5 separate regions of the Mus musculus genome follow, and regions 2, 3, 4 and 5 are each linked to region 1. The links are chromatin contacts, called in public Hi-C and HiChIP or PLAC-seq maps. All regions are on one chromosome and are shown on one strand. Each heading gives the region's core, a stretch centred on a gene start, on an enhancer-like site or on the middle of the called end of the contact. The rest is flanking DNA. Distances are from core to core; before and after follow the strand shown. Region 1 has its middle 25 kb from the start of Nos1. Region 2 overlaps Ksr2 (kinase suppressor of ras 2). Region 3 overlaps Ksr2 (kinase suppressor of ras 2). Region 4 overlaps Ksr2 (kinase suppressor of ras 2). Region 5 overlaps Ksr2 (kinase suppressor of ras 2).

Region 1 (6,300 bases), core at 2,345-4,844:
GAGGCTACATGATGCAGAAGAAAGGTCTGAGAATTCACGGCGGAGGTGGAGCCCCTAGGTCTGTGCCTGCCTTGGGACCTTGGCCACCGAATTCTGAGCTGGAGGCGCCCTGGACACAGCTGCAAGCCAGCCAGAGGCACTCTGCTCTCCCCTCCCGGGCCCTTCAAGCGTTTTCAATGATGGGTAAATTCAGCAGATGCCTTTCGATCACAGCCTATTAAATTAGCCCCTCTCTACAGCCAAAAGAAGATAATTATGTTTTCATTAGCCCTGGGTAATGTATTAGCCCTCGGTGGCAGCCACATAGAGTAAGCAAACCGAGTTCCTTCCTCCTTTGGCTCCCCCGGGCCAACTCTGAGCAGAGGGGCCATAGCTGATATAGGGGGAGAGATAGTACCATTTTATCTACCCACTGTCCACGCAGGGATTTAGGACGAGGCCCCATGGTAGCTGTTTCTGTGGTGTCTCTGGAGCAGAGGTCTGGATGTACCCGAGTGAGCTCCATCCTCTCAGACTGAGAAAGGCTACATCCTCACCACCTATCCTGACGTGCACAAGGCTTCATGCGGTAGACCTAAACCACGACATCATGTAAACCGCCATTCCCAAAAAGCATTTTGGGGGACTGTTGCTATATCCTGCCCAGAGCCACCAAGTCAACGGCAAAAGCCTCTGGTCTTTTCTCTGTCCTTCTTGGGGAAACTAGTTCCTAACATTAGTGAAGATGCTCCCAACCCAGAGAGCCACCCCTTCCCTTCTGACACCCTCAGCATGGTGGCTTTGACTTCATTTGTCTCCCCTTCTCTACAAGACAGTAGACACTTTGGTGCACTGGGACTTGAGCCCTGTCTTTTGTTTACTATTAGAGTTGGAGATGGAACCTAGATGTTCCTGCCCATCAGAGATTGCTACCTCTGAGCCACGCCCCCCTCCCCTAGCCAGGATCTACTTCCTCTTATATCCCACTTCCTCGTCCTCTACTTAGGGAGGTAGAGGAGACTGTTTCCAGAGCCTCCTCTGATGTCCCCTCCATCAAGCAGGAGTGAGGAAGGGAGCCACTTCTTGTCGTGTTGGTGACAATCCAACGAGCTGTGTATCTGTAGAGGGCTTGGCTCCAAACCAGAAAAATGAGAGCGAGCGTGAAGCGAGGACTGTGCTCCTTTCTAACACAGTAGCTGTTCTACACCCTAATCTCCTTAACCTGTGAAAATGAGTGTGAGTGTGTCTGTGTCTGTCTGTCTATCTGTCTGGGGCACTATCTCTGTCTCTTGTATAAATACCTACATCTATTTCTGTCTCTATTCCTCTGTATCTCCCCTCCTCCCAAATACACACACACACACACACACACACACACACGCACACGCACACGCACACGCACACGCACACGCACACGACTCCTCATGGTAGCAGGCGCCTCTTCTGGGCTCAGGATCTGTCCTTCCAGCAGGGTCCCAGAACCTCTCGGTCCTGCTTCACAACACTTGTACCAGAACGCCTAGCAAGGAGGACAGAACTGGGAGCAAAGGGATTTCTGTCCCCTCCTCCCCCAAGAGGCCAACTCTGCTGCTACAGGCACAGCCCAGCTTTGGCCCTGACCCCACATGTCATAGCTCTGCCTTCCCTACTGACCACCCTTCGTCCTCACAGCCAGGATAGAAGACTGCTCGCTCTGTATACCTCTACCGCCCCAACTCCTACACAGCAGGCAGGCGCAGGAGCGAGCGAGCAAGCGAGGCTCTGGAGCAGGTGAACTGCCAGCCCAGTGGAGAAGCAGCCTCCCTTCCTGGCTTCCTGATTTTTTTCCCTAGTTGCCATGGTAATTGAAGGAGCAGTGTGGAGACCCAACACCATGGAAGCCCAATGCTTAACTTTGAAAGGGATCAGGCATAAGCTGGGCCCAGGCTGCAAGGACTCTCTCCAACCTCTTCTTATGGGACACTCGTGGACGTATAGCTGGTCCTTGTGGGAGTCACATGGATGGCTGTTTTTCTCACAATGGGTTACTGTATGCCAGACACTAAACTGAGAGCATCACCACCATCCTTTGACCAAACCAGCCTTGCCACAGCCCCAAGACCCACAGCAGGCTCAGGAAGCAGGCTTCAGACTTGGCACACCCAGTCAGGAAGTGGCAGAGCCCTGGAGGCCGATGGAATCTCTCAGGCCCTCCCTGGGCACGGCCTCTTCACACCCCCACCAGCTTTTTCTTATGTTCCCCTCCTCCCCCCACCCCCTCAGTCTTCTTCCTGAACCCCCCCTCAAGGTTACACCCCTTTTCCTCAGACTTGCCATGTAAGATATCTGAAGACTATTTATGAGAGACAGGGAGGGGCAGCCTGGCCCTTGACCCGTGCAGATCGTACTCTGGGTGTGCGGTGCCTTCCACGGGAAGACAAAGATAGCAGCCAGGTGCCTGGGTGTGTGTGAGTCTGTTGTTTGGGTCTGAATCCTCCCCTTCCTTAAGTCCAACACCCCCACCCCCAACCCCGACACACACACACACACACACACACACACACACTTTTACCCCAAGAGTATGTGAGCAACAGCGACAGCTAAATGCAAAACCGCCTGTGCAATCTGTCCAGGAAGAAACAGCTTTGAAGACGGGTTTATATGGTTACCCATATGTTAGAGCCCCTAAGAAAGGAAGAAAAGGAGTTCTCTGAGTCTGCCCCTCCTCCAGCCTAGCTCCTGGCCTCTCCTGGCACTGGGGGTCTCCCAGCCATAGGGGAATAAAGACCCCCAGGGAGGGTTCACACCCCTCTCAGATGCCATGCATACACTCTGCTCCGGGGAGGGAAAAAAAAAAAAAAAAAGAACAGAATCAGGCATCCTTTCCAGAACGTCTGCCCACCCAAGAACCAGAACCGTATTCCAGGCTGGTTTCTGCTGGCTCCGTGAGGGGCTTCCTGCCCTGCCCTGAGGGGCTATGCTCTAGTTGTCCCATTAAGGAATCTTTCCACCAGGTAGGATAGAGACAACCACCTGCCTCAGCTAGATCTTCCTCTGCCCAAAAGAGCCTCTCTCCCCGCTGTGGTCACTACATCCAGTCCCCTTTAGGGTCCCCAATTTCTTCATTGTCTGTGTATGTGTTGATTTTTTTTTTTCTGATAGAAAAAAATGGAAATTAGGTTACATAAAAGATGTATGCTTCCAAGCCCAGAGCGGCCCTTTTAATGAGGGTTGCGACGTCTCCCTCCCCACGCCCATAAACCAGCCGGTTGGACGTCACCACTAATTCGTTTCAGCGGTGATAGGATAAAGCAGGGACATTAAGAAATAAATTCCCCCTCACGACCCTCACTGAGCTCGCTGCGCGGTCCCTGCGTATTGATGCAGCCGCAGGGCGCGAGCGGCTACTTAGCACAGCGGCTGCTACTAGGGGCAGCTGCGGCCGGGGTGAGCCAGGTTGCGCAAGGGGAAGCTGGCAGCTTCCAGTCCTGAACTTGGCTAGGCTAGAGCGGAGCGAGGCGGGAGCAAGAGGCTGGGAGGGGGGCGGGGAGCGCTCGCTCTGGAAGCTCCTACCCTGTGGCGCTGTTGGAGCCCGGAGCATCCTGCCCCGGAGCAAGGCTCTGGATCCGCGCGCTCAGCAGCTGCGGGAGGAGGAGGCGCGGAAGACGGGGTGAACAGCGTGATCCACAGCCCTGGAACTGCGCGGGCTCGGCAGCAGGTGAGTTCTCAGCCTTGGACCCAAGGTATCCCATGTACCTTCTCAGGGACCTGCGCTCCAGCTCCGGCGGGCGGTGTGCGCCCCAACTTGGCTCTCCTTGGCGGCCTGGCTCTCCGGGCAATGGGGCGTACCCGAGTCCAGGCTGTGAGCTCCTGGAAAGGTGGGTCCTGCCTCCTCGCTCCAACTTTACAAGGGCAAGGGACCCTCCCACCCATTCCCTGCACGTTCCCAACCTCCGTGTCACAATGGTAGAAATCCGATCGTAACCCCAGGCAATCTTGACCCCAGGGGCGTACGCACATAGCCTTAAGCTGGGGGGATACACAACCCTGGGGACCTTGGCACCTGCGGGGGGCCTCAACTTTCAGTCACCTCCTCCTCCAAGAGACCCGTTCCTCCTCTCTCCAGACACCCCCTGCCGCCCCCCCCCCCGTGACTCTGTTGGAGACTCTGGCTTGGCCAGAGGGGAGACCCAGCTGCAGGGTGGATTTGCTGGAGCGCTGTTCTTTGCTTTCCAACTTTGTCCCATCAGCCCTGTGCTCCCGCGGCTGGCATGATCCAGTGAAGCAGCTATTCCCCCACAACCCGGAAAGTTCACCTCTCCCGCCAAGGAGACGGTTAAGATCGCTCCGATGGTTCCCAGAGCAGAAGAGGGTCAGTCCGCCAGGGCTCGGGATCCCTGCCTTGCATCCAAATGGTTCAGGGGTGAGACAGGGTTTCCAGGAGACCTAGCTTCCCTGGACACTCGCGGACACTTGGGTCCTCACAGGACTCTTGGGTCGTGCCCTAGGGAACAAGGAAGTGGGAAGCTTGCCTTCACCCTAAGGGCAAGGTAGCCTCAGCATCCACGGCTGTCTACACACTGTGAACCTGGTTTTCTGGAGCAACAGAGGCTCACACAGGTGTACAGCCCCAGCAGGGACCGTAGAGTGATGCCCCTGGGGTTCTAATCCTAGAGCTACCGTTTCTGGTAAGTCTCTTCTCCCTCTCTCTAAGCCTCTGTTTTTCTCGTGCAGTGCGTGAAACAGAGAAGTGGCCCTTTCCTGGGGATTTGTTGGCAAACCTTTAAAACATCGTAAACGTTTACGTGAAGCTATGGGCAAGTGCTAAGTCCGCAGGAAATATTACTGGTGGTCGGGTCTGATGTAACCCAGGATAGATCCTGGGACCTCAGCGTCTTGTGGGTTCCCATAAACTAAACCGACGGTCCTCTGGAGGGTAATTAAGGCTGTGCCCACCTCCCTCTCCCAGTCTGTCCAAGCAGCCCCTGGAGAGATGCATCACATTTTGCTGCAGACGAGACTCTAGAAATGTTGTCTGACTCCTAGGAAACCCAACCCTTGCTTCATACACAAGGGTGGCAGGGGTGATATGCAGGCAACCCCGGGGTACCCAGGAAGTATCTACCACAAGAGTAGGGAGGACAGGAGAGAACCCCTCCAAAGGGAGTGTGGGGGGAAGTACCCCCTTGTCCATCCCTACCCAAACTGAGATCAGAGCAAAAAAGCAGGTTTTGGGGGGTGGCATTAGCACAGCTTCCTAGAGAATTGGTTTTCTTGATTGGATTTTTGCTTTTCTTTATTTTAAATGGAGGTTATCTTGGGGGGGTTGTTTTTTTAAACTTGGGGCATATGCCAGAATGGAATAGGGGTCAAGCCCACTCTTCATCATTGGGGGGGGGGGTTGTCTCAGCAGAAAGGTTTGCGAATCCTTCACAAGTTCTCCCATGATTGCCAATATCACTGCCCCAGCCCAGATTCTAGAAGAAACTGAGGGACGCGAGGCTTTGCGCATGCTGCAAGTGTCTACTGCATACAGGGCATACAGGATGCATCTGGAATAGCTTGGCTTTCCCAATACCTAGGATAACTACCTGCACCTCGATTTGCAGATGTAGAACCTGGGAGAGGGCAAACCAAGCCAGTTGCCCATAGTCAACAAGAAGACCTTCACCGGCTTCCTAATCGGCGGGGGCGTTCATCCATAGCCAGCCCAACCTGTACCCCACTTTTGTGCACATGGATTTGCTTCCAGATGTATAAAGTCTGGAAAACCCTCCCCCAAATTCCAGACCTTGTAGGAAAAGAGCAAGCAGCATAGAGGAGACCTGTTGTAGATTTCTGTCTGAAGCTGAGGACCCCACGGTAGTGTGACTGTCCAATTGGTCACTTAACATCTCTGAGCTTTAGCCCCACTGTCTGCCAAATGAGAGCAATCACTCCTACACAAAACTGTTTTAAAGATGTTGAGATGTCTGTAACAGGGGTTCTGGAGACACCAGTCCTGTGTTACAGCTGTTGATTTTTCTTTTTCTTTTTCTTTTTAAATAAAAAGAGAGGGAAAAAAATCCAAGTTGGGAGGTGCAGACATGAGCCCTAGAATCTCTTCACCATTCTCCCCAAATGGACACTGCCAGCCCCCAAAGGCTCTATCTCTTTGGACCAACCTTTGGGGAAAACTGAGAGCCTAGGAGGTCAGTGGGGGTGCACTAAGGTAGAAAATCCCCAGGGGTTCTCTAGGCCAGGCTTTGAGGAGCTGTCCAAGGTGCTGGGGGAAAAGTGTTTTGAATACTTCCATCCCTCACAGGGACTGCTTGGGGGTCAGCTTGCCTAGATTTTAAAAGC
Region 2 (5,909 bases), core at 2,903-5,402, 280 kb before region 1:
GCAGGTATTGCTTCTGTGGCCCCCAAAGCAGGGGGCAGTACAGAGTCAAGAGAACCATGTTAAACAGGTTCCAGACCTGTCCTGGTCTCCAGGGGATATTGGCTTTTGTGATGACTCCCAGGGACTCAGAGCTGTGGGTCCTTCCCACAGGTTTAAAATTCAACCTGAGTCGTCCTAGTCCCCACACATGGATCAGAGGCAGTCTACCCTAAGCAGGGCCGCCTGCTCACAGACACATAGCCTCCTTAGCGGTGGTCAGAGGACCCAGGAAGCAGCTCAGGGAGGGGCTAGCTCACTTTACTGGAGGCTTCTCTGGAAACTCTTGTCCTGTGGAGTTGCTGCTAAATTCCTGTTAAATTCCTATACTTCCCTCCCTCCCTCTCCTTCTTCTCCCTTTCTCCCTCCTCCCTGCTTCCCTCCCTCCTTCCCTCTTTCTCTGTCCTCCCTGCTTCCCTCCCCTCTCCTCCCTCCCTCCATCTTTTCCTCTCTCCCTTACTCCCTCCCTTCTTCCTTCCTCCCTTCTCCCTGCTTCCCTCTCTCCTGTCCTCCCTCCCTCCATATCTTCCTCTCTCCCTGCTTCTCTCCTGCCTTCCCTCCCTCCTTCCCTCCCTTCTCTCTACTTCCCTCCCTCCTGTCTTCTCTCCCTCCCTCCTTCCTCTCTCCTTCCCTCTCTCCCACCTTCCCTCCCTCCTTCCTTCCCATTTTCTTTCCCCTCTTTCCCCTCTTTCCATCTTCTCCTCTTTCTCTCCTATTTTCACCCCCAAAGTACTGGGGATCAAACCCATGGCCTCATTCATGGTGACAAATGAGGAAGCACAGAATTTCTTACTTCCAATCAATGGTGTCTTCCATAGAACCTCTGATAAAAATTTTATTTTAGGTTTGGAATATATATCCTATCCAGTTGCTTCTTACAAGTTTTTTTGTTTGTTTGTTTGTTTTTTGGTGTTTTACATATTGTTGTTCATTTCTCCCCCGCCCCCCAAAATCTTTTTGTTATTATTCCGCGTAAGGGAGTTCTGGATCCTGCTTCTTTCTCTTTCAGCATTATTAATTGCCCCTTTCTCAATCCCAGGCCCCAGACTCTACTTTGAAGAAATGAGACATTCAGGGATGAAATTAGTACCATCAGGTGAATCGATATGGAAATCAGATTCAGGTGAATCGATATGGAAATCAGATTTGGAAGTCGACAGAGACGCCTACAAGTCTTTGGCTGTCACCTTGGTCTCTGTCTGAAGAGGCACCTGCAGACCGGGCAGCCATGGGTGGAGCTGTGGATTTTCTGTGTTGATGCAATGATTCAGACCCAGGGACTTGGCCACGCTAGGCACCCATTCTAGCACAGCCCCCCTTCCTCATGTAGGTGTGGATTTCCACCCATGCTCCTTCAGTTTGGTTAGAAAACCTCCCTGCTTGATCTTGGAGATACAGGAAGTTAAGGCTGAGGTTGACGTCATGGAGAAGACGATGCCAGGTTCCAGCCGGCTGTGGCTTTTGTCCCTTCCATAGGAAGGATGTGCAGAGTGGCTGATGACACCCACCGGCCAGCAGTGCTGAGTCTTGTACCTAGAACAGGTGTGTGTGTGTATGTTTGTGTGTTTGTGTGTGTGTGTGTGATTGTAAGTCCAACCTAACAGGCACTGAGCACACAGTGTAAGTATAGACATGCCACATGATGTAGCTGACAGATTTTTACAGCCAGCAGGAGACCCAGTCGGTGGCACAAGTCGAATGTGTCCTGCATCCATGATGCTTTGATCTGAGGGGTTTCAGACTTTGAAATTTTCCGATTTCTCATATGCGCAGCGAGATCTCTCAGAGGACCCAAGTCTAAAAATGAAATCCTTTTGTGTCTTATTTGCCCCCTGTAAGGACACAGCTTGAAGGTAATTCTATACCTCATTTCTTTATTTTACTTTATTTGTATGACTGTGTGCCTGTGTGTAGGTGTAGGACAGATAACCTTGATGCGGCTCCTCAGGTATTGTCTGCCTTTTTTGAGGCAGGGTCTCTCACCAAGTCACAATCCCTGGTCAGTGAGGGCCAGGGTTCCACCTATAGCTGCCTCCCCTGCTATAAGCATGTGGCACCATGCCTGATGGTATTTCTTTCTTTATTATTATTATTATTTTTGAGTGTAGGTTCTGGGGATTGACCCTGGGTCCTCAAGCTTGTAAGGTGACCACTTTATGGCCTTAGCTGTCACCCCAGTCCTTTACACCATATGCCTATGAGACAAAGTTTGCATGCCCTGAAGGATCATACCCATGGTGTCATGGTGAATGCTCCAAGACTCTTGGATGTGGGACAATCCGACATCCTGGATGCTCGGTTGCTTGTAAAACCACATTGCATTGGGATAGAATTCCCACGCGTGAAATCAGCCCAAGGCTGGTTAAGGGAGCTGACACAGTGTGAGTAGCTGGGTTACCAGGGTCTGATGATATTGGCAGGAAAGAGGTCTGTGTGTTCAGTACTGGCTTCTGTCAAAGAGGAGTTTTATTGCTGGTTGATTGATGCCAGTACCCAGGGACCTAGATGGTGGAAGGAGAGAGCCAATACCCACAAGTTGTCCTCTGACATCCACATGCATGTAGGCTTTCCTCCATGAAAGAAAGAAAGAAAGAAAGAAAGAAAGAAAGAAAGAAAGAAAGAAAGAAAGAAAGAAAGAAAGAAAGGAAGAAAGGAAGGAAGAAAGAAAGGAAGAGCAGAAGAGTGGGCAAGAACGGTCCTTAAACTATTTAGGTGTATTTAGTGATGGGTGTGTTGGTGCCTGCCTATAATTTTGGCATTCAGAACCCTGAGGCAGAAGGATTGTCCTAAGCTGGAGGTCGACCTGTGCTATATTGTGAGTTCAAGGACAGCCTGAGCTACAAAGTGAAACTGTCTCAAAACACCAAAGCCAGGGCTGCGGATATGGATCAGTGGTACCAACACTCTCTGCAGAGGCGTGGGGGCCTGAGTTCTGAGCCCTGTGCCCACAGAAAAGGTGGGGTCTGGCTGCTGCACCTGGTATCCAAGTGCTATGTGAGACAGGCAGATGGCTAGGGCTTGATGGCTTCCAGCCTAGCCCCAGATTAAGAGAGAGACCTGTATCAAAGGAGTTAAGGCTGAGAGTGATGTAACAGGACACTTACCATCCTGGGTATCAGTACTTATCAACACACACGCAAACACACACAGACACACTCATGCTCTTACACACACACACATACTCACATATACTCACACACATGCTGACACACACTCACACACAGATACACACTCACACACATGCTCACACATTCACACACTCCCACAGATTCACACTCACGCTCACAGACACACTCACACACATGCACATACACTCACACACACAGACACATATTTACACACACACTTTCACACACAGGCATACACACACACACACACTCGTGCTCACACACCCACACTCATACACACTCAGACACACGCACAGACACACATATCTACAGATACACAGTCACACATGCATATACATTCATATACACTCACACACATTCACATATAAACTCACACAGACATATGTTTGCACACACTTTCACACACAGGCACACACACACTCATGCTCACACACTCACACTCATACACGCAATCAAGCACACTCAAACACACATATACAGATACACAGTCACTCACACACATACTCTCTCTCTCTCTCTCTCTCTCACTCTCTCTCTCTCTTCCACACACACACACACACACACACACACACTCACACACACACACACATGCACACGCACACACACACACACACACACACACACACACGTTTCTACCCAGTCTTAGCTGACACTTGAGGTACCCTGTGTGATAATGGCGCTGGGACTGTCTTATGGAGAAGCCCTTTCCCCCCAGATCACCCCCACACTAATCCTATGGGCTCTGCTGCTCACGTGGACCCAGAGCTGATGAACACCCCTGGAGCAAGGGGTTCGTGTGCTTGAGGATGAGTCTCGGGACTGAAGTTCTGAGATACAGAGGCTCAGCGGTGTACAACAAAGTGTTGCTGCCCTGGAGGGCTTCATTTGTTGGTAGGATTTATGGCTTCCTTTTATCTTGCTCTGTGGTAATCGGTTGAGTTTTTCTCCTTTCTCTGCTCAGCCAGCAGTGCCTGCCTTCTGGGAGGAAATGTCACTTGCTTGCCAAATTAAAAGCCAGGAATCTGTTCACTGTAGGCTGGGAGAGAGTCTCTGCTCCGTATCTGGTTCTCCGACCTATTTAATAGGCTCTGAAACGAACCTTTTAGTATAATAGATGGGGGCATCAGAATTCCTTCCAAGGCCAGCTTTCCCCTCGTGCCTGGCTCCCAGATGGCACAATGTATCACAGAGGGCAGCTGCCTGAGGCTTTGATTTAAGATGGTGGGTAACAGATAGTAGGGTAGGGTGGAATGGTTACATTGAGGCAGATGAGACCATGGCTGGGGACAGCTAGCATCCTCAAAGTATATGCAGAAATTGGAGGCCGTGGAGGTGGAGCCACCCCGGGTCAAGGGTGTGGCCTCAGCTGCCAGACACAGGCAGCCACATAACAGTGAAGATCAACCTCATGAAGGGGACATGGGTGTGTGTATTGGATGAGAGGACAATCAATTCTGGGTCTGTCCTAGGATGGGATCAGGACCACCACATCCCAGACAGAAGCTGGAGTACTTGTCTTGTTGCTGTGGCAAGGTATCTGACACGGGCAGCTTAAGGAAAGGGAGTTGCTTTGGTTCGCAGTTTGAAAGCCCACAGTTCATTGCTATGGCATTGCCATAGCAGCGGGGGTGTGATGCAGCTGGCCTCCACCTAGGAAGCAGAGAGGGATGAATGCAGCTCAGCTCACAGACTCCCATGGTACTACGTTGATGGACTGAGCAAACTACAAGATAGCTGGAGAGATGGTTCAGTGGTTAAGAGCACTGACTGCTCTTCCAGAGGTCCTGAGTTCAAATCCCAGCAACCACCTGGTGGTTCACACCCATCCGTAGTGGGATCTGATGTCCTCTTCTGGTGTGTCAGAAGACAACTACAGTGTACTCCTATACATAAAATAAATATATCTAAAAAAAAAAGATGGCACCACTCACATTTAAAACTGGTCAGCAGGGTGCCTCACAGGTGACTCTAGGTCCTGTCAAAGTGAGAGTGTCACAGAAGGCTGTCTGCTTGGGACTCTCTCACACATACATGTACACGTGGCATGTTTCAGAGTGCCTGGGTGATGCCATGCCCCAGAAAGGCTTCTCTGGTGAGCACCTGAGCCCTGTTTCCCAGGTGCTGACAACGGAGCCTAGAATTAGCCAGTCTCCTGAGAAAGTTGCCAGCAATGCGGGTTAGTTCAGTTTTATTTAATGCTGTCGTTGGGTTGTCCAGTATTAAGACAGTTGTTTGTTTTCTCACTCTTCCTGTCTGCCTGTATGTCTTCTGACTGTCTCTATCTATCTGTCTGTCTGTCTGTCTATCTATCTACCTACCTACCTACCTACCTACCTACCTACCTACCTACCTACCTATGTATCACTATATATGTACACACACATGTATATGTTAACATATATGTATATGCTTGGCCTCCTAGAAGGGTTCTCTGTAAGGAGGGCTATCACCTGTCATGCATGACCTGTGAGTTGTCAGAGGTCCCTGTAAGAGTCCAGGGAATACAGATTAAAAAAAAACAACAACTCCACAAACTTTGTTTTTAATATGTTGTTGTTGTTGTGTGTGTGACAGGGTAGGCAGAGATCATGTTTTGTTGTGTGTGTATGTGTGTGTATGTTTGTGCATGTGTGTGTGACAGGGTAGGCAGAGATCATGTGTTGTTGTTATTGGTGTGTGTGTATGAGTGTGTGCATGTGTGTGCTCGTGTGTGTGACAGGGTAGGCAGAGGTCATTATCAGGTGA
Region 3 (5,800 bases), core at 2,283-4,782, 320 kb before region 1:
GGGAAGCCCAGGGGCTGGGGGAGCAGAACAGAATCCTCCCGGATCCTGTGAATTTTCAGGGTCTTGGGGGAGGGTAGCGCCCTATTCCGGTTTCCTTCCTGTTTCCTGCTTCCCAGCTTCTTTTCATTCATGCACCAGATGCCAAGTTACGAATCCGCTCAGCATTCTTTTTCCTGCACAGCGTCACAGCTCAGAAATATTTTTTAATACCTTCTTGGACCATTTTGGGTTGTAAAAGCCGGCAGTCTTGAGAGATGGCTCAGTGGTTAAGAGCACTGGCTTCTTTAATTGTGAACCGTGGTTTCATTCCTAGTAGCCACATGGTGGCTCGCAACCTTCTGTAACCCCCCTCCTGGGGGGGGGGGGAATGTCTGACGCCCTCTTCTGGCATCATCAGGTACTGCACCCCTTCCCCCCTTGGTGCAATGCAATATTAAGGCAAACATTAGATGAAAAGAAATCTTTAAAAAGTCCATAGATGTTTCAAGGTGGATGTTAGTGAGGTCCCTGCTGGGAGAAAGTGGGGTTCAAGTGTCCATGTTGTCTTAGAGAGTAGTTTCAGTTCCTAGGCAGGGTCACAGCTCCTCCCATTGCCCTTTGACCTTTGTGCCAAAGAGTTATGGGAAGAAGAGGAAGTGATCTTAGGTCTAGGGCTTATGCAGAGTATCCTTAAAGTATGTTTGGATGTGGTAGTTCTAAGTCCAGACTTTTTTATTTCCCTTCCCTTCCCTTTCCTTTCCCCTTCCCCTTCCCCTTCCCCTTCCCCTTCCCCTTCCTTCCTTCCTTCCTTCCTTCCTTCCTTCCTTCCTTCCTTCCTTCCTTCCCTCCTTCCCTCCTTCCCTCCTTCCCTCCTTCCTTCCTTCCCTCTCTCTCTCCCTTTCCTCTTTCTTTTCTTTTTCTTTTTTAGCTAAGGTATTTACAGTGGCTTGTAGGGCCCAGAAACAGTTGAGATGGTGGTGGTGGTGGTGGTGGTGGTGGTGGTGGTGGTGGTGGTGGTGTGTGTTTGTGTGTGTGTGTGTGTGTGAGTGATATCCTTCTGAAGAAAGGCTTGGTCTTTTTTGAATGTCTCAGAGCCAATGAATGTGGAAATGATATGAAATGTGCTCATCTTGCGTGACTCTCTTCACGGATGTTTGTCTTGCCCTGATGGTCAGTGGGAGCAGGTTTGTGCCCACAATGGGCTCTTTGCACACGCTGTGTGCACAGACGCTTCTGTGGAGGACCCCAGAACCACACCTTTTCAGGCAGATCTTGCGCTGTCTGTTGTATGAGAAGAGTTAAGCTCAGAGCGATGGATGGCCAAGGCTGCACCCGGGACAGTCATGAAGTCAGTGTCACCTGGAGGAGCTCGCTCTGTGGCTGCGGTAGTCGCCTTCATCTTGAAGGCAGGCATTTTGGCCAAGGTCACCCAACAGGATTTAGTCAGATTTGTCTGAAATCTCTGGAGCTTCAAGAGCACAGGCTGAATTCGAGGGTGGGGGGTTCACATCCCGAGTGAAAGCCATGACCGTTTCAAGGACAGTGTGCTAGCCACATCCAGGAAGTGCTGGCAGATGGTTGGATGTCCTAGGAGGAGGAGGGAACAGGGGCATGTTGGTGGGGAGGAAGGAGAAAGGGTAGGGTAGTGGAACTTTGGAACTTTGGACTTTGGAGTATAAAGGGATGCTCTACTGGGTCAGCCCTGCCCCTGGCTTGCTCTGCAATGCCAGCTGGATGCTGGCCCGTCCTCTGAGAGTCTATTGGGAGTTTTGTCAGTGGGCTGCGTTGTACCAGAGATGTGGGCATCATCTCTGCACACAAAAGCCAGTTAGAGGCTGGTGAGATGGCTCATCAGAGCAAGGTGCTTGTCTGCTGACAAGCTAGACTCTTGAGACCTACATAGAAGAAGAAGAGACCGTCCCTGCAGGTTGTCCTCTGACCTCTACACATGTACACACATGAACACACAAACATAAATAAAACAAACAAAATGTAAAAAAAAAAAACCACATTAACACTTCAGTTGACTCTCTTGCTGGACCGTCATGATACAAACTTGATAGGGGGAAAAGAAACCCTTTGTTGTCGTTGTTGGTGTGTCCTTAAAAACAGAGGTGGGTTCACTGACTCTTGAGGTGAGGGTGACCAAGATGGCCTGGCCTTAGCATGCCGCTCATGCACACATTAAGTGGGAACCAGCACCCATCGAGTACCTGCTGTGTTCCCAGGACTCTGCAGGGTGATTGCTCTGTGGCCTTTGGCCTCTCTGGGTTGGCACTGCCTGGCCTGGAAATACTGTTAAACCAGAGGAGAATCAAGAGGAAAAAAGATCAGATCCACAGTTGCCTATTTAAAGCAAGTTGTATTTTGGGGTGCATCTGGGACTGGTCAGCCTGGTCTTACCTTAAGTGGGGATTTGGGAGAGACGCCTCTGCTGGCTTCTTGAAGTCCTTTTTATAGGAGGGATAAAGCATTCACAGGGGCGGGAGAGTCGGCTTGATACATTGTTACAAAGATACAATGAAAGGGAAGGAACAGGGTAAGGATATTATACATCTTGTCCCCAGTTTAGTGTAGGCTGAAAAACATGTTTTGCACTTTACATCGGATCCAAGAAAAAGGCACTTATTCTTAGTTGCAAATAGAAACTTTAACTCAGAATGACCTACCACAGGACAAGAAGGAACTTGTTAACGGTCCTAAGAGCAAAGAGAACCTTAGCCTGCAAGGTGTGTTGTTCTTGGTTTGGTCTCTCAGTACCACCCTTGGGGTTGTTTTGGGAATGAAATGAGATCAGATACAGGCGAACCGTATCTTGTTGCTACCAAGGCAGCAACTACACGTGCTGTGTAGTGTTCACACCTACATGGTTTTAATCCATCCCCAGTCCTCCCAGAATATTCCTCCAACTCCAGTTTACTTTCCCCAGCTACCTTATTTGTGGATTAAGGGCATTTGAAGATTTATTTATTTTATGTCTATGAATACACTGTCGCTATCTTCAGATGCACCAGAAGAGGGCGCCAGATACCATTACAGATGGTTGTGGGCCACCTTGTGGTTGCTGGGAATTGAATTCAGGACCTCTGGGAGAGTAGTCAGTGCTCTTAACCGCTAAGGCATCTCTCCAGCTCTAAGGACATTTAAAAGAGAGTATTATGTCAATTTGGGGTGTGTGTGTGTGTGTGTGTGTGTGTGTGTGTGTGTGAGAGAGAGAGAGAGAGAGAGAGAGAGAGAGAGAGAGAGAGAGAGAATGCTAGAGAGAGAGAGAGAGAGAGTAAGAAGGGGGAGCGAGGGAGCGAGCACACATACACTTTTGGTCAGAGGACAACTTGAAGAGCTGATCCTCTCCTACCATGAGGAGTCCAAGGATCAAACTCAGCTCTCCAGGTTTGGCTGTAAGCACCATCACCTGCTGAGGGAGCTTTCAAACCGAAGCCTGGTGTTCTTGCTCCCAATTTCTGGATGAGGGACCCACAAAGGAACAGGCTCTGGCTGTCCCTTTCCGATTCTAGTGAGAGACTGGCCAGATGGCACATTTGTCGGCGTGGAACAGGCGAGGCATGAAATCTCTGGAAGTAAAGAGGTTACGCAAGGCTGTTTGGGGGAAAGCATGAGCCGAGAAGTGAGCTCTCAGGAGGCAGTTTAGAAAGAACCCAGGCTTTCTCTGCCGATGTGTTTATTGGTGGAGGGTAAGAGAGAGAAAGGAGCCCCTGCCCGTGTGGGTGGATGTGATCAAGTGCGACAGGAGTGTATGAGATAGGGGTGTCGGAGAGCCACTTGTTCTGAGGTGGGGGCTAGTTTTCAATTCTCCACTCTGCCACTTCTCCAGGAAGCAGGGGCTTGCAGGAAGTCAGATTTGGGAACATGTCACATCTCCTTTCTCTCCTAGTCAAGAAATCTATTTATTTAATTAAATTTCCGATGGGTTTCTGCTCCCCTCCCCCCCCTCTGCCCTGCAGCTAATTTTTGCTTCTGTTTTCTTTCTTTCTCTAGACATCGGTTAGGCCAGAACGCATCAACAGAAGTGACAGCATCAATAATAGGAATAATAGAAATGGTAATGCCCAAACAGTGCCCTGTCTTCTGGAATCTTCTGTTGGTGGCTGGTCACCTTGTCTCTTTAGATGAATCTGTTGCTCACTTTGGGTTAAATTTTGTTCTGCCCGTGGCTGCTTTAAGGGCCAGAGGGGTCTCTCTCTCTCTCTCTCTCTCTCTCTCTCTCTCTCCTCTTTCATCTATGTCTGCAGGAAAATAGAGGAGTCTTTGCTAACAATGAGGCTGTCTGCTTCATGTCTCATGTACTGAATAGTCTAATTCAGGGTCCAGGAAACTATACCAAATCTGGCCCACCATTTGCATCTTAAATAAAGTTTTATTTAAACATAGCCACACCCACTTATTTACATATTGTTTACCTCTGCTTTCTGCTGTAATGGCAAGACTCAGTGGTTACAACAAATATATTCTATCCTGCCCTTTACAGAAAAGATTTTCAGAGTTCCCCAGCCCTTGACTGGTTATTTCTGTGGTTTCCTGACTGATTCTGACACGAGTGTTTGTGAACAAGTGGATTCAAGTTGCTTTTGTGGTTGTGGATCATTCATTGTACCAAGCCAGTGTTAGATCCAAGGGACTTAGGGAATGATTCTTATCTTTGGGGACAATTGTGACACAGTAAGGTACAGAGCAAGAGTCAGCTGCAGAGGTGACTGGACAGATGAAACAGGAAAATTTGGGGGGCTGAGGAAGTATGGGGAATTGTGGAGCAGAGGACATTGAAGATGGATATAAAGACAATGGTACCTGATGGTTGTGGAATCCTGACCTCCTGGGTACAGGAGAAGCTGTCAGTGGGCTGTGGGGATGAGGCAAAGTGAGACCCGAAGAGATGGGAATGGGACAAACCTGGACAAGGGCTTGGGGGAGGAAAAGAGAGGGTGAGGTTAGTCAGAAAGGGGAGAGATGGGGTCGGGGGTGGGGTTCTAAGGAAGACAATGACAACTTCTGTGTCTTCATTTTCAATGGTGACTGATTCCAAGCGGGAGCAGAGTGTGGTTGACTTGGTTCATCAGTCCTGAGGGGAAGCCAAGGTTACCCTGTTTGCAGGTGGTGTTAGAGCAGGCTATGTCCCTCAGGACCTAGTTCAGTGGTTCTCAACCTTCTTAGCACTGTGACCCTTTAACACAGTTCTGCATGCGGTGGTGACCCACAGCCATAAAATTCTTTCACTGCTACTTCATAACTGCAATTTTGCTACTGTTATGAATCGTAATATAAATATCTGATATGCAGGATATCTGATATGTGACCCCTGTGAAAGGTTATCCAACCTCCAAAGGGGTCGTAACCTATAGAGGTTGAGAACCGCTGACCCAGAGACTGACTTTGTACTTTTAGAAGTGACCACGGAAATGTCAGCTCTCCCGGGCATAGTTTCTGTTTTACAGAGGTATGCCAAGGACATTTGGGTAGAAAGACAGAGAGGGAATCTGGTGTTTTCCACAAGGACTTGACAAGTTCCGCAGGGGACAGGCAGGGGCTTTGGATTCTGGGTGTTCTTTGGAAACTTGTGGTCAGAGCTGGAGAAGTAGGAAGCAGGGTGTGCCGTCCAAGAGTTTGGGGTGAGGCTTGCTCAGTGCTGTTCTGGGCCGGGCCCTGCACACTGTCCACACTCCTGGGATTGAGATGGCGGTGGTCAGAGCCCCTGATTGTCTGGTTCTCACTGGTACTCTCTAAAGTGTGGATAACATGCTTGAGCTGTGACCACAGAGCAGAGGCAGAGGGTCACACTTAAGTCTAACATAGGAGGTACTAAAGA
Region 4 (5,913 bases), core at 1,460-3,959, 340 kb before region 1:
CATAGACACTCACACAGTACACATATCACACAAATTCGCAATACATATGCACACTTATCCACACACATCCATACATACCTCTGGAAGCCCCTCCCCCATCCACATGTATATGTACACTCACAAACTTACACAGACACCCACACGTACACATATACATACCCTGCATACATGTACTGATGCAATACATGTACTGATGCACATACATGTGCACACATCCCTTTACTTTCACACGCTCTCCTAACAGTATAAGGAAGTCTGTGTTGAGTATTGGAGACATTGTCCCAGCTGGGATTATTTTACCAAAACATGCACAAAATTCCTTTCTTTCTTTTTTTTTTTTTTTAAGATTTATTTATTTTACATGAGTACACTGTTACTCTCTTTAGAGACACCAGAAGAGGACATCGGATGTCATTACAGATGGTTGTGAGCCACCATGTGGTTGCTGGGAATTGAACTCAGGACCTCTGGAAGAGCAATCAGTGCTCCTAACCTCTGAGCCATCTCTCCAGCCCACAAAATTCCTTTCTTTGGCTCAGGTTGTTATGGCTTTCTTCACCTTTGAGCCATAAATGTGTGAGCCTAAGCATTAGGGTGATTTGACCACACACACACACACACACACACACACACACACACACACACACTTTAGGGTAATCTGACACCACACACACACACACACACACACACTTCAGGGTAAGCTAACCACACACACACACACACACACACACACACACACACACACACACACACACACACTTCAGAGTAATCTGACCACACACTACTCAGGGTATAACCACACACAAAAACACACACACTTCAGGGTAAGCTGACCACACACACACACACACACACACACACACACACACACACACACACACACACACACACTCACACACTTTGAAATCATAGCATTAAAATGTACAGTCAGGTCCTGCAGCACGAAGAAGGCTTTAGATTGTATATCTGTCCTACTGATCAACCACTGTCTACTCCACAGTCCAAAGTCACCTGAAAAAATTCAGAATTGAATCAGAATAAATTAGTCTTTATCAGGATATCCTGTGGCCACATCTGAGAGCAATGTCTTGATTGCTTAATCATGCAGGCAAGCCCAGCCCACTGTGGGTGGTGCCATCCCTAGGCAGACAGGCCTGGGCCTGGGCTGTAACAAAGAGGCAGCACCCTCAGTGGACGACTGTGACCTGGAAGTGTAAGCCCCCTAAGCCCTCCCTCCCTCCCAAGCTGCAAATGGCCAGAGTATTTTGTGAGAGCATCCGGGATCAAACTAGAACAGCCTTGTTCTAAACGTTCATCCTGCATCCCCTGTACAGAGTCCAGCTGAAGGAGGTTTACCTACACTGTGTTCTTACTTGTCTCTAGGTGACCCAGTTGCTACCTCCTGTCCCCGTCCTGACTTCACAGTCACTCTCGGGGTGTTGGCTTTGCCCTGTAGCTTTGTGTGTGTGTGTGCGTGTGTATGAAAAATGGAATTTATGAAATTTATAGACTCTGCTTTCCGTGAAATCTATATTTTATTGTAATACACAGTCATGGCCACAAGAGGGCAGAAGGAGCCCACTAAATTGCCTGTGCATCACCACTCATAGATTTATAAAACTTATTAAATAATAATATACTATGAGTGTATAAGGTCCTTGGCTACCATAGATAATACGAATGAAGGTTCTTATTGTATATGTAGAGACACTTGAAGGCTAGTAAAAATCAAAGCTTGATTGGCAGTCAGTGTTTGCAGATTTATTTATGACATTGTTTAAGGAGGGGACTCTTTGGAATCCTGCTTCTATCCCCAGCTCCTTTGTTTAGAGAGGTCCTTTTCCCTGTTCTATACTATTCCTCAGCTCATGGTGCTCAGTACTTTTCAAGATTCATTTCCAGCCTCAAGCTATCCATAGGTCTTCTTCTAGGGAAGCCAAGATCAGAGGCCAGCCAATGAAACTCGGATTTATGTCTAGCTGGCTTGTTCTGAGTCCCCTCCCCCGCACCCCCTCCTCCCGGCCAAATTCAGCTGAGGTATCTACTCCCAGAAGTATGAAACAGGGCCTGTCTCTCCCGGGTTTCAAACCTGGACTGTGAGTGCGGACTGTTGATCATGTACTGAGCGATCACCTACGCTCGGCACTTCCATTTGATAAGTGAGAACAAGGCCCAGACAAGTTAAATGATTTGTCCAAGTGGCAAGTGGGAGGAGGAGACTCAACCCCAGATTCAGCCAAGTTTTTGCATAGTGGAGCATCTTTCACTGGCTACCAGCAGAGGGCAGTGTGGACGCTCCCTGCTGGTTCCCTCTGCAGTTCTCCTGAGTGCCACAAGAGGGCGATTGAGAGACACCACTCCATTCCCTTGGGCAGGGCGCTTGGGTTCATGTCCAGCTGACTGCCTTTGTCCCCTCCTCTAGGAGATCTCCCCTGACCAGCTGAGCTTGGAGGACCTCCTGGAGATGACCGACGAGCAGGTGTGTGAGACCGTGGAGAAGTATGGAGCCAACCAGGAAGAGTGCGCCCGGCTCAACGCCTCACTCTCCTGCCTCAGGAATGTGCACAAATCAGGTGAGCAGTCCAGGCATTCGGGATTGTCCCCCCAGCTGGTCGGCCACTGTCCTTCAAGCTTCCTGTGCAGGCCAGCACGGAAGAGAATGGGCTCTGGATACCAAAGCCAGCTTTAGGGGCGGAGATGTCTGTGAGAGGTGGAAGTGGGCGGGGCTTGGACCTCGCCCCGCAGAGGATGGCTCAAAGTGGGTCCTGGATAATTACGGTTCAGATGTGGTAATCTTGGCTGTACAAGGGAGGCCGGCATCTTCCCCCCTCAGTCGTCCAGAAGTGGCTTTGTATGCTGAATATGTTCTGGTTATTTCTGTGCACAGACACTATACATTCTTTGTAACAGAAATCAGGTTGTAGCTGCTCCAGGGACCAGAAGTTGTTATTTTAGTATATTCTCTTGGCGCTTGGCACAATCCTTTCACACCAGTGAGTACATACTGCTCTTTCTCTCTCTCCCCCTTTCTCTCTGTCTCTGTCTCTCTCTCTCCATACAAGAGGTCCCAAGTTAAATTCTGTGACCTTTGCTTTATTATTTTACGATCTAAACATGTCATCATTTACCCCCCTGGCTCCGTCCAATCGCTTGCTCAAAACTGTGATGCAGGGTTAGAGCTGTGGCTCAGTTAACTGGTAGGATGCTTGCCTAGTAGACACAAGACTCCGGGTTTGATCCCCAGCACCTCATAAATGGGGTGTAGTGGGCATGCCTACAACCCCGGCCGGCACTTGGGAGGTTGAAGCAAGAGGAGCTGGAGCGCAAGATCATCCTTGGCTACACAGGGAGTTTGAAGCCAAAGTAGGATGCTGGAGACCATGTCTCAGAAGGAAACGGAAGGAAACCCATGGTGTGAGCTGCAGCCTGCTGAAGGTTGCTTCTGGGCTCTCTACAAATTGTTACAAATATCGGCCCTGTCATTTCAGTTCTCACCACAAGGTGGCGCCGTCGACCACAGGACCGGCCCAATCTGATGGCTGTTAATTCTTAACTCTGGTTAGTCAATATGCAACCCGCAATTACAATTTACGGAGTGACTGTGAATATGGCAGGAGGGCGGAGGACCCAGCAGTGAACCAGATAGAACAGGGTTCCAGCGCGCAGGCCTGATGACTTCCGCTCCATTTTAAGATCCCACGTTAAGAACAAGACAGTTGTGGTGGCTTAGGTTGGTCAATCTCAGGGCCAGGGAGGCATGACTGGCTGATACCCGAGGCCTGCTGGTCAGGGAGCCCTGCCTACCCAGCCAGTTCCAGTTTGCGAGAGACTCAGTCTCAAAATACAAAACAAAACAAAAGAAAACCCCAAACTGAAAATCCCACAAACAAATAAGGTGGATAGCATGGAAGGGGTTGGCCGAGGTCCACTCTGGTCTCCACACGGACGTACAGACATGAACATGTATGTGTGCCGCCCTCCAAACTGCACCAAATCCCAGTGTGATCCCAGGAATAGTTTCCTGCCTAGCAGTCTGCTTCTCCGCGTGGCTCCTTGTGGCTGTGTTCTAGCCCCGCTCCTCTACCCTGGCTCCTGCTCTGGATGCTTCCCCTGTCTCCTGTTTTCCTCCAGTCCTGAGAGAACTGCTGTCTTAAGAGAGCGCATCTCTAGGATGTCACAGGAGGAGATGTTCGCGATGATGGATGTTGCTTCCTGGAGAGTTCCCTCTGGATTGCTGTTTCCTTATCTCTCTGAGGGCCAGATGGCTTCTCAATCGGGTGTCTGCTCCCCCCTCCCCCTCCCCCTCCCCCTCCCCCTCCCCCTCCCCCTCCCCCTCCCCCTCCCCCTCCCCCTCCCCCTCCCCCTCCCCCTCCTTCTCCTTCTCCTTCTCCTTCTCCTTCTCCTTCTCCTTCTCCTTCTCCTTCTCCTTCTCCTTCTCCTTCTTCTTCTTCTTCTTCTTCTTCTTCTTCTTCTTCTTGTTGACAGGGTTTCTCTGTGTAGCCCTGGCTGTCCTGGAACTCACTCTGTAGACCAGGCTGGCCTCAAACTCAGAAATTCACCTGCCTCTGCCTCCCAAGTGCTGGGATTAAAGGTGTGTGCCTCCACCGCCCGGCAACCAGATGTCTTCTTGTGCATGGTTTTGACACAGCTGTGCAGGAACAGATCTGAGTTACACTCCACCCTTGCCCCTCCCCCCCATGCATGCACACACATGCACATGTGTAGAATGTGTTCAGTGTCGTGTTTCCTGATACAGGACCCAGCCTGGCGGGCATGGAGGGGAGGTGGGTATTTCAGATTCATTCCTGTTGTATTCTATAGTGTCGCCATTTGTATATGTGTGATGCTGGTGACTGTACCCAGAGCCTTGGCCGTGCCAGGCAAGTGTTCTACCACCGAGTCACAACCTCATTGTATTCTGTCCTCTATACCAAATGCTGGCCATGACCTGATACTCACACAGGACACTTCGGGGTTGTGATCTGTGGCCTGAAAAGCTAAAAGTCTACGGGTTGGAGGGATAGCTGAGGGTCCAGTGTACTGACTGCTCTTGCAGAGGATCCTAGTTTGCTTCCCAGTACCCACTTGGTGACTCACAACTGCCCGTAACTCCAGTTCCGGGGGTTCTGATGTTTTGTTCTGGCCTCTATAAATGCCTATATGGATACACATATGTATCAGAAACTCAGAGAAAGAAGGGGGTGGGGCATGCGTGCACGTGCACACACACAGTCCAAAATACACATTTTACACCTTTAGTCCCAGCACTTGAGAGGGCGAAGCAGGTGGATCTCTTGAGTTTGAGGCCAGCCTGGTCTACCTAGCAAGTTCAGAATAGCCAGGGCTACCTAGTGAGACTCTGTTTCAAGCCAACTAAACAACAAATCTAATCTTAAGAAAAGAAAAAAAACAAAACAAAACACTAGCGATGTTGGTCATGCTGCTAGATCTACGCCATCTCAGGTCCTTCTGAAGTTCCCATGGCAACAGCTTGCTATTTCCCACTTCTCATGAGTCAGGACTTGGATTCGGAACACCAGTGGCTATGGCTGTTGCTGCTTTGCAAGACCCCCGTGGCACACAGGGCCAAGGTTGGTGCCACTCCTTTTGGGGAATGATGATCACCCCTCTGGTTTCCTTGCCACCAGCCCTTCCTTCTGTGGTACCCGCAGGTAGCTATGTCACAACATTGTGGGCTTTTGCCTATCACTGGGCACCCTCTGTTATCTGCTCCAGGGGGTGTGTGTTAATATCCAGTACACAGTAAGAGTTTAATAAGTGATTTGAATATCCGCTTCCCCTTGCCTGGCCCAGGACAACCCAGCAGGCACTTGAAGCACGTCTCTCTCCAGGGACTGAAGACACACACCTAAGGAGTTAGCCCTGTTTGGCCATGGGTCTCCATTTCCTTTC
Region 5 (5,937 bases), core at 285-2,784, 300 kb before region 1:
TAAACTCATCCTATGGGCTGCCCTCTGGCCCATGGGCTCTCAGGTTCTTCTCCAGCCTGTCACATCCTTGGGCATGTTGGCTCCGGGTTGGACACTTGTTCTTTATTCTTTTCCTTAATTAACTGTCACTCATTTTCCAGTCGAAGCTCCCGGGGATCTTCCCCAGGAGACGGTCTCCACTTCCGCACAGTGACATTGTGACTAGCTAATGAAATCTGGGATTTCCAGATTTCTGCTGCCTCCTCTTCTGGGTCTAGACAGCCTGTGTTCAACAGGAAGAGATCACACTCAGCTTATGTCATTTTAGATGTTTCAGTGGTTATATTAAATAAAAAAAAATCCAACTGACAAGTGTTCCTATGGCCATAAAAATACATAACGGGATGTGTCATTTTGACCATTCTGAGCGAATACAGAAACCCGAAGAGCAGACATGTTGTTGGGAAATGGTATCTGCTGCCTCTCCCTGGAAATTTTCCATCATCAAAACCAGAAATCCTTTAAAATTTTTTCTTGCTTTTTTTTTTTTTTTTGAGACAGGTTCTCATGTAGCCTAGGCTGGCCCCCAATTTACTATGTAGCTGAGGATAGCCCCAAACCTCTGATCCTTCTGCCTCTGCTCCTAAGCCCTGGGACTCCCCGTGTGTGTCCCTACATCCATTGCAAATTAAAACACCAGTCCCAGATCAGTTCTAGCCCTGCTCCTGAGGCAGAACAAAGTCCATTTTGTACATTTGACTGTCCTGGATGCTTTGGTCAAGCTTGTGCTGTGTTGGTTTGTGCCCATGTCCTTTCCTAAACTCGATGTTTGTTTGTTTGTTTTTTCTTAAAAGAAGCTGTCATCATTTTGGTGGGATGGGGTATGTCTGCCACAGCAGGTTCTTTCCTTTCACCTTTACCCAGGTTCGAACCTAGGTCGCTAGGCTTTTGCAGCAAGCACCTTTACCCACTGAGCCGTTTCACTGGCCCAGCAAGTTGTTTTCCAAAGTCAACTGTTTTGTGGTGTGTGCCAGAATTTTCTTTCTTTCTGGAGCACACATGCGTGCCTGTGCCTGTGTGTGTGTGCATGTATAGAAGGCAGAGGTCAAACTCTGGGATTCAAACCCAGATCTCTGGCTCCACTGGGCTCTGTGTCCACCTGAAAGACCACCTCTGGGTAGGGGCTGAATCTGGGGTCTGCTGTAGAAGACCGGATAAACAGATCTGTCAAAGTTTATCCAACGGCGTCCGTCCGTCCCGTTCGAGTCACCCACATCCCTTTCTGGCTCTGTGTGGAGACAGTGGAGACACTGATGTCCTGGCTCACGGAGCCACAAAGACTGCTGGGGCTGTCTGTGTGGGGAGACTGAGCCGTGAGGACAGGCGGTGGCCTTGCTGAAGCTGCGCGGCAGCGAGCAGGAGGACTGAGGGGTTTGGAAACCCTCTCCCAAACGTCACTCATCTAGAGATAAAAATAGCGAACCTTGAGGCGCCCGAGGCGTCTGATGTTGCCTTCGGCTCTCTGGAATCCGCAGACACAAGCAGCTGAAGAACTAATATAACGCCTGTCACTCAAGGGAGGCAGACTGTTGTTAGAGTGACGGAACTTTCTGGAATTAGCCCCGTCTCAGAGGTCAGCTTTTCCCAGTCTGTCTCCGCCTGCTGTTGGGCTTTCTCCTGGGCTTCTCTCGGGTTCTGGGCTGGGCAGGAAGAGTCCTTGCTTATGCTGCTGTTATGTCCCTGCTCTGAGGCTCATGTGGTGGCTTGTCCCAGGAGTGCTGACTGTGGAGAAAGGTACAGCTGTCATTAGGATGTCAGCCGAAGGAGGCAGAATTAACATAGACCCATTCTACCTTGGATAGCCTCAGCCCGAGGTGTGTCAAGGCTAGCCTCTTGGGAAGTGTCTGTCACAAGTGGACATTTGTCCATGCAAAGGCTTCCTACCCTGCTTTCTCCCTTCCTTCCTTCCTTCCTTCCTTCCTTCCTTCCTTCCTTTTTTTTTTTTTTTTTTGGTTTTTTGAGACAGGGTTTCTCTGTGTAGCCCTGGCTGTCCTGGAACTCACTCTGTAGACCAGACTGGCCTCAAACTCAAAAATCGGCCTGCCTCTGCCTCTTGAGTGCTGGGATTAAAGGCGTGCGCCACCACGCCCGGCTCTAACCTACTTTCTTCCTAACTTAAAAAAACAAGTGGCACAGGCGTTCCCTCCCCACTGCCAGCGCCCCCTACATTTCTGTGTTCTGCAGTTTCAGTGACCCACAGTCAATTGAGAAAACATCCTCTGATCATCCACAGGTTTTGCCTTGTGCATTGTTCTGAGTAGCATGGGAAAGCCTTGAGCTATCCTGCTCTACCTGTCTGGGGCATGGGGAGTCGATCTGCGAGATGAGCCCACATTGCGTGTGCTATCCTTCTCTTGGTTGCTTGGATGCCCTCTCGGCTATCCAATCAGCTCTCGGGGCATCGATGATGCACGCATTACCCTCTCATGGATCATTTAGAAACCCTATTTCTTGATCCTTGGTGGGCGTGTCCACCCTGTGTATGCTACCCTCCCATTCGTTGTTCACATGCTCTCTTCGTTCAGATGCTCTCCGCTGTGGGGGTGCTGTGCTGCTTTTATTCAAGTAACGGGGTTAGAACCAAATGAGCCTTATTCCCAGAGCATAGGTGTGGTGAAGTTGATACAGTGGGTGTGGCAGTGAGAAGCCATGAAGCACTTCTGGGAGGCGAAAAGGCAATGTAAGGAAAGCAAAGAGCTCATGCGTGGAGCTTGCAAGGAGTGACAGTTAGATCCAGCACCTCTGTGGAATGGTGATGGACAAGGAGGAAGAGAAGGAGGAGGAGGAAATCTCTGCTGTTGTTGCCCATAGGGCATGGAAGTCCCTGCTGACATTCTGTGTGGGTCTATGTGTGTCAGTGGCCCATGCAGAGCATGGTCCCACCTAGGACATCTGTGTGGGTCATGGCTCACATCCTCAATGTTAGGGAGCACCCCAGCATTAGGGAGCACTTCAGCGTAAGGGAGCACCTCATCCTTAGGGAGCATGGTGTGTGTGGATGACAGAAGCATTGTGACCACTTGAACCCATGGCTCCTTAGCTGTTCAAATCAGTTGTCAAAGATCTACTGGAACACGATCGGACTTATACATCAAGACAAAGTGGTAGAAATGATACACAAATAAATAAATATCCATAATGATAACTGCAGCTCCTGCAGGGGTAGCAGGGCTGGGGTGGGCGTGTCAGCCCAGGGAACTCATCACAAGCAGGGTTCTGGCCAATGTCAGCTCCCAATACCCAGCAGTAGGAACACACTAAAGCCAGTGGAAATGGGGGAAGGGTTCCAATTTTGGATATTTAATCCTTCGGGCTGAGAGGATTGAGTCCGACGTGGAGGATATCATGACTGAGTGGGATTGATCTCAGCCTTGGACAGGGGACTCAACTTTCCTCAGAGCTTTAACGTCCTCAGCAATGTGAGAAGATTGTAACGAGAGTGTAATAAAGTAAGGTAGGGGGAGAAAAGGAGGCAGGGAGGGACCTGGGCCATGGTCAACACTGGGTGTTTTCAGCTGAGGCCATTGATACATGTGCTTTGCTAAACACCCGCATGGCTGGCAATGGTGGTGACGACAGTGGTGATGATGCTGGTGATGGAGGTGATGGTGGTGATGGAGAAAGTGGTGGTGATGATGGGGGAGGTGATGATACTGTTGATGAGGGTGGTAATGGTGATGATGGTTATGGTAAAATCAGTAGTAAAGGGATGGGAAAAGAATGAGAGCGGCTCCATGCGGCTGGTGGGAATGAAGAATGCCATAGCCAACCAGGAAGATGGTGTAGCGGTTTCTCGGGAGGTTAAAGAGAGTTACCACCTGGCCTAGCAATTCCACTTCTACTTTACACTCCCAAGTATTGGAGACAGATAGCCACACAATACCGGTTCATGTGTGTTCCTCCTGGCACGGTGAAAGTCAACGTGACGGTGTGCCGTGTCCATCGGTTGCTGAGCAGAGAACCAAGCTATGATTCCAGTGTTGACCTCAGCCATGAAAAGGAAGCACTCAGCCGTGCTGCTGTATGAATAAACCACACAGAGTGAACCAGACACTGACACCCTGTGTGGCATGATGACGGGGCAGCCCTGTCATTGTAGCTGCTGAGGGCAGGAGAGGAGGGGAGAAGACGGTGGTTACTGGTGGGGGCAAGCCTTACCTCTGGGGTCTGATGTCACCTTGAACATGATGGGCGTGGCCACGGCACCACACTGTGCACATCCTAAATGCCAAGGAGCATCACACTTTAAAGCCACTCTGTGCGGCTGTGTGGTTGATCACGTGGCTCAGTTGGTAAATTACCCGCTGTGTGAGTATGGATGTGTGGATTGTGGCAGGTGGGGTGGAGCCCCTCACCTCATGTCAGCCAGGAAGGACGGGCAGGAAGAGGCAGGGGATGAGGTATATCTTTCAGGGCACTGCCCAGTGACCCACTTCGTCCAATGAGGCCTCATCTTACGCAGCTTCACGGGTACGTTAGCCTATCCTGATTTAGGATCTGACAGTGGTTGGAACTAGCCATTGGGACCAGGAAAAGTGATGGAACAGTCGGTCTCCTCAGCAGTTCTCATTTAATGAACTTGGCAGCTAATAACACACACACACACACACACACACACACACACACACACACACACATGCATCGGTGGGTGTAGAGGCCTGTGAGTGGCATCGGTGGTTGAATCTAGAGTTTGCTGTTTAGTTGAGTCTGGCTCACTGGTTTGCTTAGGGAGTCTGGACAGAGTCTCTGCCTCCCCAGTGCTGGGTCTACACTGAAATATCATTCCTAGTTGGCTTTTATGTAGATTCTGCAATCAGATTCTGTGCTGGATAGTTTCAGTCACTGCCTTCGTTAGATAGGCCTGTGAACATGTCTGTGGGGCGTTTTCTTAATTAATGATCGATGTGTTAGGGTCCGGCCCACTGTGGGTAGTGCCATCCCTGGACAAGACATCCTGGGTTAGTGGTTATCAACCGCTGTCCTAGGTGGTATAAGAAAGCAGGCTGAGTGAGCCATGAGGAGCAAGCCTGAATGCCACGTTCCTCCCTGGTCTTTGCTTTCAGTTCCTGCCTCCGGGTTCCTGCCTTGACTTCCCTCTGTGATGGTCTGTGTTGGGGATGTGTAAGCCAAATAAACCCTTTCCTCCCTAGGTTGGTTTGGTTTGATCACAGCAACTAAAAGCAAGGAAGGACAGACAGGTCCTGGTGTCTGTGAGGGCAAGCACCTTATCCACTGTGTCATCTCTGTGGCCCCAGAAAATAATTTTACACAGTATTTATTTATTTTTTTTTTAGTGTGTCCATGTCTGCGTTGTCGCTGGTCACATGGGAATGTTCAGCCACAGAATTTTCCACTTGGTGCTTCATGGTGGCACCAGAGACATTTTGAACTTTGGAGCTTTCTGCAGTTTGGATCAGGGATCCAGACTGCTTCACTCATAATCCTGGGAGCTGCTGTTTCTAGTCCTCTAACTAACCCTGGAGTCTAGAAAATATATTTTCAAGCCATGGCAACAGATCCTGCTTCCTGCCTGAAAGTCAGTGTGATTAAAACAGGCAAGCACTTTAAAATAGTCAGGGAAATTCCAAGCCCCAGTAAGCGGTCCTGGAATGGTGGGGGCGAGGCCCGCCAGCCCACACCTTCCCCAGCTGCTTCGGAAGGGCTGAGGCCCGTGTGTGACGCTAGCTCCCACATCCAGACTTCTAAGCTATGCATTTGCCTGTTTATATGGTTTCAATGGAACGGGACAAAGAAGGCAGACAGTCGCCTAGACTTTCTGAAATCATTTTCTCCCTCTCGAAGGGCTTTTATTTCTCCTGGTCCCTTATCAGAGAATGTCAAAGGGGGGAAAAAGAGAAAAAAAAAAAAAAGGAAAAAAAAACCTTATGCCTTGAAAAT

What was found. A called contact is a pair of places that touch in the nucleus more often than the background predicts. HiChIP or PLAC-seq counts read pairs in DNA pulled down with a chosen protein or histone mark.
Region 2: a contact with region 1 is called in an H3K4me3 HiChIP or PLAC-seq map of forebrain, with 6 times the contacts expected there. The contact joins two enhancer-like sites. A contact is called at or near these places in 1 of 484 Hi-C or Micro-C datasets (the N1E-115 cell line), 9 of 115 datasets of contacts at active chromatin or transcription factors (embryonic basal ganglia, embryonic forebrain, embryonic hindbrain and 5 more) and 1 of 9 other capture datasets (pancreatic islet).
Region 3: a contact with region 1 is called in a Hi-C map of cerebellum, with 2.8 times the contacts expected there. The contact joins two enhancer-like sites. A contact is called at or near these places in 2 of 39 promoter capture datasets (embryonic stem cells and hippocampal neurons), 3 of 15 datasets of contacts at CTCF or cohesin (embryonic stem cells, hippocampal excitatory neurons and stem cell-derived epiblast-like cells), 162 of 484 Hi-C or Micro-C datasets (the AtT-20 cell line, B cells, the BV-2 cell line and 81 more), 22 of 115 datasets of contacts at active chromatin or transcription factors (PVALB interneurons, SST interneurons, T-cell acute lymphoblastic leukemia and 16 more) and 3 of 9 other capture datasets (embryonic stem cells, embryonic trunk and pancreatic islet).
Region 4: a Hi-C map of the N1E-115 cell line shows a contact between it and region 1, with 10 times the contacts expected there. The contact joins two enhancer-like sites. A contact is called at or near these places in 3 of 39 promoter capture datasets (the C10 cell line, embryonic stem cells and hippocampal neurons), 5 of 15 datasets of contacts at CTCF or cohesin (the NIH/3T3 cell line, embryonic stem cells, hippocampal excitatory neurons and 2 more), 193 of 484 Hi-C or Micro-C datasets (the AtT-20 cell line, B cells, the BV-2 cell line and 95 more), 29 of 115 datasets of contacts at active chromatin or transcription factors (PVALB interneurons, SST interneurons, T-cell acute lymphoblastic leukemia and 19 more) and 3 of 9 other capture datasets (embryonic stem cells, embryonic trunk and pancreatic islet).
Region 5: an H3K27ac HiChIP or PLAC-seq map of SST interneurons shows a contact between it and region 1, with 8 times the contacts expected there. The contact joins two enhancer-like sites. A contact is called at or near these places in 1 of 484 Hi-C or Micro-C datasets (muscle stem cells) and 11 of 115 datasets of contacts at active chromatin or transcription factors (SST interneurons, craniofacial prominence, embryonic basal ganglia and 8 more).

The regions. Positions count from the first base shown.
Region 1 is chr5:117,838,602-117,844,901 of GRCm38.p6, forward strand. No RefSeq gene overlaps it. Among named protein-coding and RNA genes, the nearest start is that of Nos1, 25 kb to the right of the region's middle. Within about 2 kb of position 3,595, at least 58 of the 459 cell types and tissues checked have an H3K27ac peak or open chromatin away from gene starts, as enhancers often do. A contact at or near this core is called in the N1E-115 cell line, SST interneurons, cerebellar granule neurons and 7 more, where this site is marked.
Region 2 is chr5:117,562,324-117,568,232 of GRCm38.p6, forward strand. All of the region lies in intron 4 of Ksr2 (kinase suppressor of ras 2), which reads left to right. Among named protein-coding and RNA genes, the nearest start is that of Gm42013, 81 kb to the left of the region's middle. Within about 2 kb of position 4,153, at least 21 of the 459 cell types and tissues checked have an H3K27ac peak or open chromatin away from gene starts, as enhancers often do. A contact at or near this core is called in the N1E-115 cell line and forebrain, where this site is marked.
Region 3 is chr5:117,519,674-117,525,473 of GRCm38.p6, forward strand. All of the region lies in intron 3 of Ksr2 (kinase suppressor of ras 2), which reads left to right. Among named protein-coding and RNA genes, the nearest start is that of Gm42013, 38 kb to the left of the region's middle. Within about 2 kb of position 3,533, at least 7 of the 459 cell types and tissues checked have an H3K27ac peak or open chromatin away from gene starts, as enhancers often do. A contact at or near this core is called in the N1E-115 cell line, cerebellar granule neurons, cerebellum and 2 more, where this site is marked.
Region 4 is chr5:117,503,067-117,508,979 of GRCm38.p6, forward strand. Ksr2 (kinase suppressor of ras 2) reads left to right here. Exons shown (of 20, transcript NM_001312914.1): 3 at 2,423-2,573. Among named protein-coding and RNA genes, the nearest start is that of Gm42013, 22 kb to the left of the region's middle. Within about 2 kb of position 2,710, at least 17 of the 459 cell types and tissues checked have an H3K27ac peak or open chromatin away from gene starts, as enhancers often do. A contact at or near this core is called in the N1E-115 cell line, cortical neurons, differentiating embryonic stem cells and 1 more, where this site is marked.
Region 5 is chr5:117,545,532-117,551,468 of GRCm38.p6, forward strand. All of the region lies in intron 3 of Ksr2 (kinase suppressor of ras 2), which reads left to right. Among named protein-coding and RNA genes, the nearest start is that of Gm42013, 64 kb to the left of the region's middle. Within about 2 kb of position 1,535, at least 7 of the 459 cell types and tissues checked have an H3K27ac peak or open chromatin away from gene starts, as enhancers often do. A contact at or near this core is called in SST interneurons, where this site is marked.